Regions from separate parts of the Rattus norvegicus genome. Here region 2 is linked to region 1. The links are chromatin contacts, called in public Hi-C maps. All regions are on one chromosome and are shown on one strand. The core of a region is the stretch at or near the end of the contact, and the rest is flanking DNA. Distances in the headings are between cores, read along the strand shown. Region 1 has its middle 360 kb from the start of Rnf144a. Region 2 has its middle 150 kb from the start of Rnf144a.

Region 1 (4,254 bases), core at 765-3,264:
ATAATCACCTTACTATTTGAAATCTCTGTCAGGACATAGAGATTATGAATGGCAGGACACGGCCTCCGACTGAAGGAAAGACTGGTTAGTACTCTGTAGAGGTAGCTGTGTTTCTATCAGGGCTGCTCTTCTGTTGGGATTGGTAAGGTTTCTAGAAGCCCGCAGAAGCCAGAGAGAGGCTATGAATGAGTGAACAAACTGAGGGTGGAGGTGAACACTTGTGTGAGTGGCTGTGACCCTGTGGAAACCAACTTCCTGTGTTCCAGACCACTTGGCATTCATCCAGAGAGACTGAAAAAAAAATCTGGATTTTAAAATGTTAAATAATCCATCATGAAGTGGTTTTGATTCATTCACATCAGAAAAGGAGATCTTTCTACTTCTAAATAAAACCTCCAGGCCAGGTTAGGACTATGAGTATAGGTCCACTGGCACAGGAGAATGAGATTGTATTATCTTTGTTTCCTATATATGTTTAAATTTCTTCAAGTCAATCTGTGGTGGCTCTGCTGAACTGTGTTGACTGTGATATTACCCATGGACACATCATTCTAGAGAAGAGGAGAAGGTAGAGGTGAGAATTGAATGCAAGTCCACTGGGCCTGGAAGAGGTCAACCGTGGAGGCGGACTGTGAACTAGATCAATGCAAGTAGCCACCTAGGCAGCAGGAACTTGGGTTAATTTTACCCTCCTACTATCCATCACAACCAAACTATCAGGAGTCGACTTGGCAAGGAGGGTAAAGTGAGACGGATGAGTGACCAGGAAGAGAGCGTTCACTCAGGAGTCAAGGTAGATGATCAGGACATGGTAGTTCCTTTTGATGTTGCACAGATGCACAGCTACACTATGTAGGGACCTCTAACATGAAGAATATCAGGGTCCAGTCCCAACAGAAATTTTCATCAGACACTCGGGGCATGGGCACAGCTCAGACACATATGCACAACAGTGGGTGTGAAGGGGTAGAGGGGTGAAGGGTGGAGGGGTGAAGGGGTGAAGAGGCAGACTACCTGGCACTAAGCATGGCTCAGCAGCACCGTCCACACTGGGAAATCCCTGTGCCCTGCCTCCTTGGATAAAAACAGGGATTAGAACCATCTGGTATTGAGGGGAATAAATGAAATCAAGGCACCTGGCATTTCCTGAACACCCTTTTAAGGCAGACAAAACTCCACAGAGAATGTCATAGCTGTCCAACTGGACTGCAAGGCTGGACAGCCCAGCCTAGCAGTGAGGAGATGGATATGATATCTATCTACAGGCAGGGACACGCATGATATTCACAGAGTTTTCCACACACAGGGATGGAGGTGCACTGATCTCTCTGGGGACACACTGGGATGTCCAAGAAACAGTTAGTTCAAATGGTCTGATTGCAGGTAGAATGGTGGTACCTGCCCAGTACACCTCTCATCAAGTCTGGCACTGTCTTCTCATTATCTACAGGATTCCAACTTCTAGTATTATGGACCCAGGGCTATGTGTTCTATACAGTGCACTCTAGGGAGCTGTGAGCCTAACACAGGCAGTGCTAACATAGGCGCTGGGTGTCTGGATTGGAGCTGGGACCTCCAGTCCACACCTGCGTTGACATCACCAGGCCTCACCTGCCGGAGCGGAAGGCCTGAGGATCTTGGGGCGCTGGGGGCGGGGGCCATCTGCTCCAGCCCCACAAATGAGTCCTTCTCCCAGAGAGTGAGAGCCGGTTGATTAAAATGCAGCCCGCTGCCAGAGGGCGAGGCGCGCAGCTGGACAGCAGCTTCTCCCGAGCATTTGCAAAGGCCTCTCTCACAGCTGGAGCGACAGTTGCCCCTGCGCCACTGGCCGGCCATTGTGAACTGCAAAGAGTCCTTCTTTGGGCGGAAGCAGAAGTTCACCCAGCTGTCAAATATTTGAAATGTAAAAAGCCCAGGGCGCTGGGGGAAGGGAGAAGACACAGACCACGTCAGAGGAAATGCAGGCTGCCCCGGGGTGGAGGAAGCCGTGGGCTGAGGGTTCACTTTGAGCAATCAATAAGGCCTTCAGAGTCAGAAGAGTAAGACAGTTCCGGAGAGGGCGCAGCCGCCAGAGGCTCAGGATGGCAAGAGCCAGTGGCTGGAAGCCACTCAGATAGCCCCAGCCCCAGTGGTGACAGGACTACTGAAGAACAGATGGCATTTCCTGAACCCCACTTCGCTACTCCCCTCCTATCCACACGGTGGGTCCTCTGTAGGACACCTGCTCTAGCTTCACACCCGTAACATTGCACTGTGAGGCTGGGACCCAAAGCATCACTTGGGGTGTGAACCTATAGTGGAGCCTCCCTTCCTGTCTCTGGGTACCACTTCCTTCTCTCCTTGGCTTCCCTTGTCCTCTGGGCAGTCCTCCAAACAAGCTTGGGGTCCAGGCTCCTTTCTTGATAACACAGGACCAGCACAGAGCATTGACTGGTCTTGCTTTCATTTGCAGTTCTTAGCATTTTAAAACTCCATATTAACTACATCAAAAGCATCCTAGGAAAGGGTAAAACTGAAACCTGCTAGAGTTCCCAGGTCCAACAACAGCAGGACCCAAGGAGCTATGCTTACATCCTCTACTCCAGGTTTCTGGTTCCCAAGAGCACCTGAGCAGACTCTGGGCCAAGCAGGACATTCCTTTTGGGCAGTAGAGGAACCCCTGAGACATGTCCCCATCAAAACAAGTTCTCTTACTGTCACACTTTGACTTTTCTACACTTTGCAGCCTGCTTGGTGGGTTAGTCTTGCTTCTGTTTCTACCCCAAAACCAAAGCAGGCCTCTGTGCATTTGGGGGGGTTTTGTTCTCTCTCTCTCTCTCTCTCTCTCTCTCTCTCTCTCTCTCTCTCTCCCTCCCTCCCTCCCTCCTTCCGTGTGTGTGTGTGTGTGTGTGTGTGTGTAATCAGGTTTCTTTTTATCAAAAAGAAATGCATACAGTTTTCCTGTTCACAAAGTCATCAAACTCCACAGTATGACTGAATGGAGGTCCTGTCTATCCTCAGCTATCTCCAGGGGGTTCTAGTTAGCCTCTGTCTCCATCCTTCTCTGGAGTTGCTACCTACCACTTCCAGGCTTTACTTACAAATCTCAACCTGAAAGGTTGGGGTTCAAGAGGAGAAAGGAATCAGAGAGCTGTTACCTCTCCTCCTTCAGAGGAGCTGAAGACCACATGTTCATCATAGCAGATGTCCCCTCTCTTGAAATGCTCTTGGTGTCCTTACAATGTTGAAACACCCCAGAAGAGCCATGCCTGCATTTCTCTTGGGACTGTACCTCATTTTATCAGTAAAATTCAAACAGAATGAATGAAATTCATGTTGGAGAATGGTAGCTTGAATGTAGAAAGAATGGCATCCTACAGCAGCAGGAATGAATGCTCAACCCTAGGTATGGGGGACTCTGGACAAAGATGGGGCGAGGAACACATCGCTCTTGGAGAGCTAGAACCCAGGACCTGGGATGGGGACCTGAGTAGTATCTAAGCCAGAAGAAAGGGTTCTATGTGACAGGGATGTGTGGTGGTGGTAGTGGAATTATGACTTCTAAGGAGAAAGAATGTTGAAAGACTATTTCTGAGCGAGTCATTCAAAGGACAATAGTGTCCCACACCCGCAAGAGCAGACAAATCCATCTTTTGGTTTCCCCAAGCCTCCCAGTGGCATCATGGACATAATTAACCAAGGAACCTCAGAGAAGAAGAGGAAGTGTCCTGTCTCCAACCTTCCCAAGAGTCACAAAGCCAAGCATAGAGGGAGGATTTGGAGCTGAGATGCTGTAGGTTCCCTCAGTCGCCTGATGGTCTCTTATGTCTGCCTTCAGAGCCTAACGATGATGATTCTTGTGCTCATCGGAGGACATCCATCTGAAACTCAGCATCAAGAACTTGCACCTCATTCTGGAATATGACACATGCCCATTTGTGAGAACTTTCCAATGCACCGTGTCAACAAATCCTTGTGCCCTGATTTTCATTCCCCATTTTCTCTGAATATAAAATCCTTTTGAAGCTATCCTCTTTACCTTCCCTCAGAAGGGCAGGCTTTCCAAATTCACACTATATAGTTGTTACTCCTCTAACTGGTCACTTGAGTTAAACATGTCCTCTCTATGCATAAAGAAACAAAACATCAACAATAACTATGACATCCTGAGCCCCTTCTCAGCACCTGGGAAGAGAGGCACCAATCCCTGCTGCTGCCTATCTAGTTTGTTTCTAGCACATTCTCTTACTTTGTAACCCCAAGTCTTTATGGGTA
Region 2 (4,254 bases), core at 1,041-3,540, 210 kb after region 1:
ATGATGGGATTTGATTGACTTGAACTAGTGCAGGTTCTGGGCATGGTGCAAATTCCCTGCTGTGTCCAGAACCCATTTTTCAGTGAGCAAATATTGTAATGTCTCACCCCTTAATAAAAAATGGTCCTTCTCTTTAGGCATAGTACATCCTCAGGAAGTATGGCATGGGCATTAAATCTACTTGTATTAGTTACTTTGCTGTTGCTGGGACAAAATACAGAAGAAGAAGAAGAAGAAGAAGAAGAAGAAGAAGAAGAAGAAGGAGGAGGAGGAGGAGGAGGAGGAGGAGGAGGAGGAGGAGGAGGAGGAGGAGGAGGAGGAGGAGGAGGAGGAGGAGGGGGGGGAGGAGGAAGGAGGGGGAGGAGGGGGAGGGGGAGGAGGGGGGAGGAAGGAGGGGGAGGAGGGGGGAGGAAGGAGGGGGAGGAGGGGGGAGGAAGGAGGGGGAGGAGGGGGGAGGAAGGAGGGGGAGGAGGGGGGAGGAAGGAGGGGGAGGAGGGGGGAGGAAGGAGGGGGAGGGGGAGGGGGAGGAAGAAGAAAGAAAAGAAAGAAAAGAAAAGAAAAAAGAAGACTACTTAAGGAACAAAGGGTTTATTTTGCCTTGCTGTTCCTCAGTACAATTCAGTAGTGAGAACACGGCAGCAGGGGTTTGAGGTAATCACATTGCAGGCAATCAGGAAGTAGTGAGACAGAAATACTGATGCTCTGTCCCCTTTGTCCTTTTGAATTGCTCTAGCACCCCAGCCTGTGGATTCAGGCTGTAGAACTCAGAGTTAGAGACTCCCTCCTACACATGCCCAGAGGTTCATTTCCATGGTGATTCTAAATCTGAAGTTGACGAGATTAGCCACCACTCTGTTCTATCAACTAGTATTTGTGATCCCCACCCCAACTCATCGCTAACCTTGTCGGAGACACCGCTCCACCCAATAAAATGATCACATTGCCTGCCTGGTTTCCTATTGCTGAGACAAAACACTCTGACCAAAAGCAACTTGAAAAAGAAAAGGTTTGTTTCCGCTTACAACTCCAGACCACAGTCCATTGGTGAGCGAAGTCAAGGATCGAACTTGAGGCAGATCTGCTTGCGGTACCTCTGACCAAGGAACTCACCTCACAGCCAAGGAAATGCAACAGAACTAGAGAGGATTCTGCTGGCTGCCTCTCACACAGGCTGGCCTATACTCAGCTAAGCTTTCTTATAAGTACGGGACCACCTGCTTGGGACGGTACTGCCAACAGTGGACTGGAGCCTCCCATATCAACTCACAGTAAGACCATCCCCACAGATATGCCCACAGACCAATCTGATTGAGACACCTCTTTCATTGGAGCTTTCTTCTCAGATGACTGTAGACTGTGTCAAGTTGACAATTAAAGCTAACCAGGATAACTTCTCCCAACTTAGGTATGTCTCTTCCTCTCTTTACGGCGTATATATAATGCACTTAAATTCTATGGCCACGTGTTCATCTAAATATGCTGTTTACTACCTATGCTGCCTTTCGGTCCACCCCAAACTCTCTTCGTTTATATACTTCATGATGTGCCAACTTTCCATTAAACCCACACACACACACACACACACACACACGCATGCACGCACGCACGCACGCACGCACTCACGCATGCACACGCATAAACACACAGGATTCAGTGCTGTTAACAGAGACCTGAGAGGTGGCTCAGATGCTATTGCTATGGATCCCAAGAGTCAATCTAGAGGTGACTGGGCTTTGCAAGCCACAGGGGTCCTGACAGAAAATAGCTTTGCCTCTTGGCCACATTGCCCACACCTGGACTCAGCTGGAACTCTGCGAGATTTAGAACAGGGGCTTCTTGCTAATGTCGGTCTCAGAAGAACTGAGGCAGGAGTTCTGGACTAGAGCTCATCAACAATAAGGTCCCCTTTGTTCCCCAGAGGTCAACAGCCAGGGGGACAAGAGGGCATTTGGTCTCACGTCATCCTGAGTGGGAACAACATGCGGGTCCTGGTGGGAAGGGTCAGAATTGTGCTGACTTAGTGGAGGGGTCATCAGCGGCTATGGATTGCCAGGTTGCTTGCCTTTTCCAAAAGGCCTGGAGTGGGATGGAGGACGGCCGCTGGTGAAGCTGGGGTTCGGTGAGTAGGGAATTGCTGGTAATTTAGTTTTTTAGGAGCTTTGCATTCTTCTCGGAATTTCTTCTGCCAAGTTTTTGTTTCACATTGGGCCTTTTCTCTTTTGGGTAAAAATATCTCGCGGCTGGCCGGGGCCCTGGAAACCGTGGGGTTTCCTACAGCAACAGTGCCACCTACTGTTGAGAACAAAGCAGGTGATTTCTCCAAGGAAATTCTCCATGGGGTCCAGGAGGTGTTTAGATTTCCTATGTCTGTCAGGGGAAATGAACTCATTTAGTGGGGAATAAACGCTGCTGTGCTGAACAAGCAAAGCCAAACGGAGGCCAGGGCTAAGCAGAAGAGAGGACTCATGGGAAGTGTTTTCAGGATTGGAAAGCAAAGCACTCTAGGGAGTTCCGTGACCTAAAGGAGCCAACCTTAGATTTGACCTTCCAGAAAAAGTTAAACAGAGGCAACCCTTCCTAGTGAGAAGCATGAGAAGTAGGGGCTGGGTAACCCAGCTGTGTGTCTACCCTTGGAGGCCAAGACCAGGCTGTGTGAGGGAATGCTGCTCTATAGAGAAACCACCCTCACAGGCAGCAATTCCCACGCAGGGACTTCTGAGCCCTGCTTGTCTAGCTGCCACAAGTGGACGGTGAGTTGCACCCTCTGTTCTTCTGTCTCCTTGGAGGTTACCAGGCCACCATTGGACTTACAGTGCCACAGTCCCCTGATTTCCTTAAAACACTATGAACCATAACATTCACAGGCATTCAGCCTTAATGCCTATGTTCTGTTTGTTTTCTGTTTGGGAGTGGAATTCTGTGATTCTTTTAATTCACCTTAATTTTCAATGAATGCTGGATTTTAAATTTAGGACGGAGGAGTCCTTACCTTAGAGTTTCGAAAATAGGAGGAACAGTAAGATGGCCCCCTGTCCAGTTGGTTATGGAAAATCCTTCAAAATGATAGTTTCTGCATTCCAGTTTTTTTTTCTTTTGTTGACAGCTTGACATGATCTGGAATCTTCTTTGGGCGAGCATCCTGTGACGCTTCCCTTTCTTTGAGGAATCCTTGAGCCTTAGGATACACTTGCAGTGAGGGGGATAGTTGGGGTGGCAGGAGCCGCACTACAGATCTGAAGACTGTGTGAAAGGGGTAAAGTGAGCTGCATACAGGCATGCATTCCCTGCTCCCAGCTTCCTGGCTGGATGTGTCCAGTTACCTCGAGCACGCACTACACTGACTTTTCAGACAGGGTGGACTACACTCTAGAACATCAAGTTGAAACGAATCTCTCCCTGCTTGAGTTTCTTCTGTCAGGGTATTTTATCACAGGAACTTCATGGGAAATGAAGCTCAGCTTTTATTTAGAACCCGGTCCACTCAGTAAGTGTCACTCATCTCTAATGGTACACATTTTAGGGCAGAGATGATCTAGGTTCTATGGGAGCTGGCAGCCATCACTGTGTGTATACATGTTAAGAATTCAGAGTAGAATTAAAGTAGTAACCCTGTTTTGTTGCTGTGAGGAGAAAAAAGGAAAGAAAAACATGACCAAAGACAATGTAAGGGGAAGTTTATAATGAGGTAGGGGCATGGCAGCAGAGACAGGAAGCGGAGAGATCCCATACCAATCATACATGCACAGGAAGTAGAACCAGAAGTGGCGTGAGGCTATGGGTAATCAGGGTCAGATCCAAATGACATGTGTCTTCCAGCATGGCCACACCTCTCCAAGGTTCTAGAACCTTCCCAAACAGCACCACCAACTAAAGACCGAGTGTTCAGTCCCATGAGACAATGGGGGACATTTTCTCATTTAAACCACCCAGTGCTGAATGCTGTCTTGGTTAAGGTTTTTATTGCTCTGAAGAGACACCTTGACCATGGCAACTTCTATAAAATAAAGCATTTAAATGGGGCTGGCTTAGGAATTCAGAAGTTTATCCCTTTATTACCACAGCTGGAAGGGTGGTGCTGGAGAAGGAACTGAGAGTTCTACATCTGAATCTGCAAGCAGCAGGAAGAGTGAGGGAGCCGTGGGCCTGGGTTGAGCTTCTGAAACTTCAAAGCCCGCTCTGAGTGGAGTGACACACTTCCTCCTATCAGACCACACCTCCTCCCACAAGGCCACATGTCCTAATCCTTCCAAATAA

What was found. A called contact is a pair of places that touch in the nucleus more often than the background predicts.
Region 2: a Hi-C map of Schwann cells shows a contact between it and region 1, with 2.9 times the contacts expected there. The contact joins two enhancer-like sites. A contact is called at or near these places in 3 of 12 Hi-C or Micro-C datasets (the A7r5 cell line, Schwann cells and frontal cortex).

What each region holds. Positions count from the first base shown.
Region 1 is chr6:48,390,512-48,394,765 of GRCr8, forward strand. No RefSeq gene overlaps it. Among named protein-coding and RNA genes, the nearest start is that of Rnf144a, 360 kb to the right of the region's middle. Within about 2 kb of position 2,015, at least 9 of the 93 cell types and tissues checked have an H3K27ac peak or open chromatin away from gene starts, as enhancers often do. A contact at or near this core is called in Schwann cells, where this site is marked.
Region 2 is chr6:48,600,386-48,604,639 of GRCr8, forward strand. No RefSeq gene overlaps it. Among named protein-coding and RNA genes, the nearest start is that of Rnf144a, 150 kb to the right of the region's middle. Within about 2 kb of position 2,291, at least 5 of the 93 cell types and tissues checked have an H3K27ac peak or open chromatin away from gene starts, as enhancers often do. A contact at or near this core is called in Schwann cells, where this site is marked.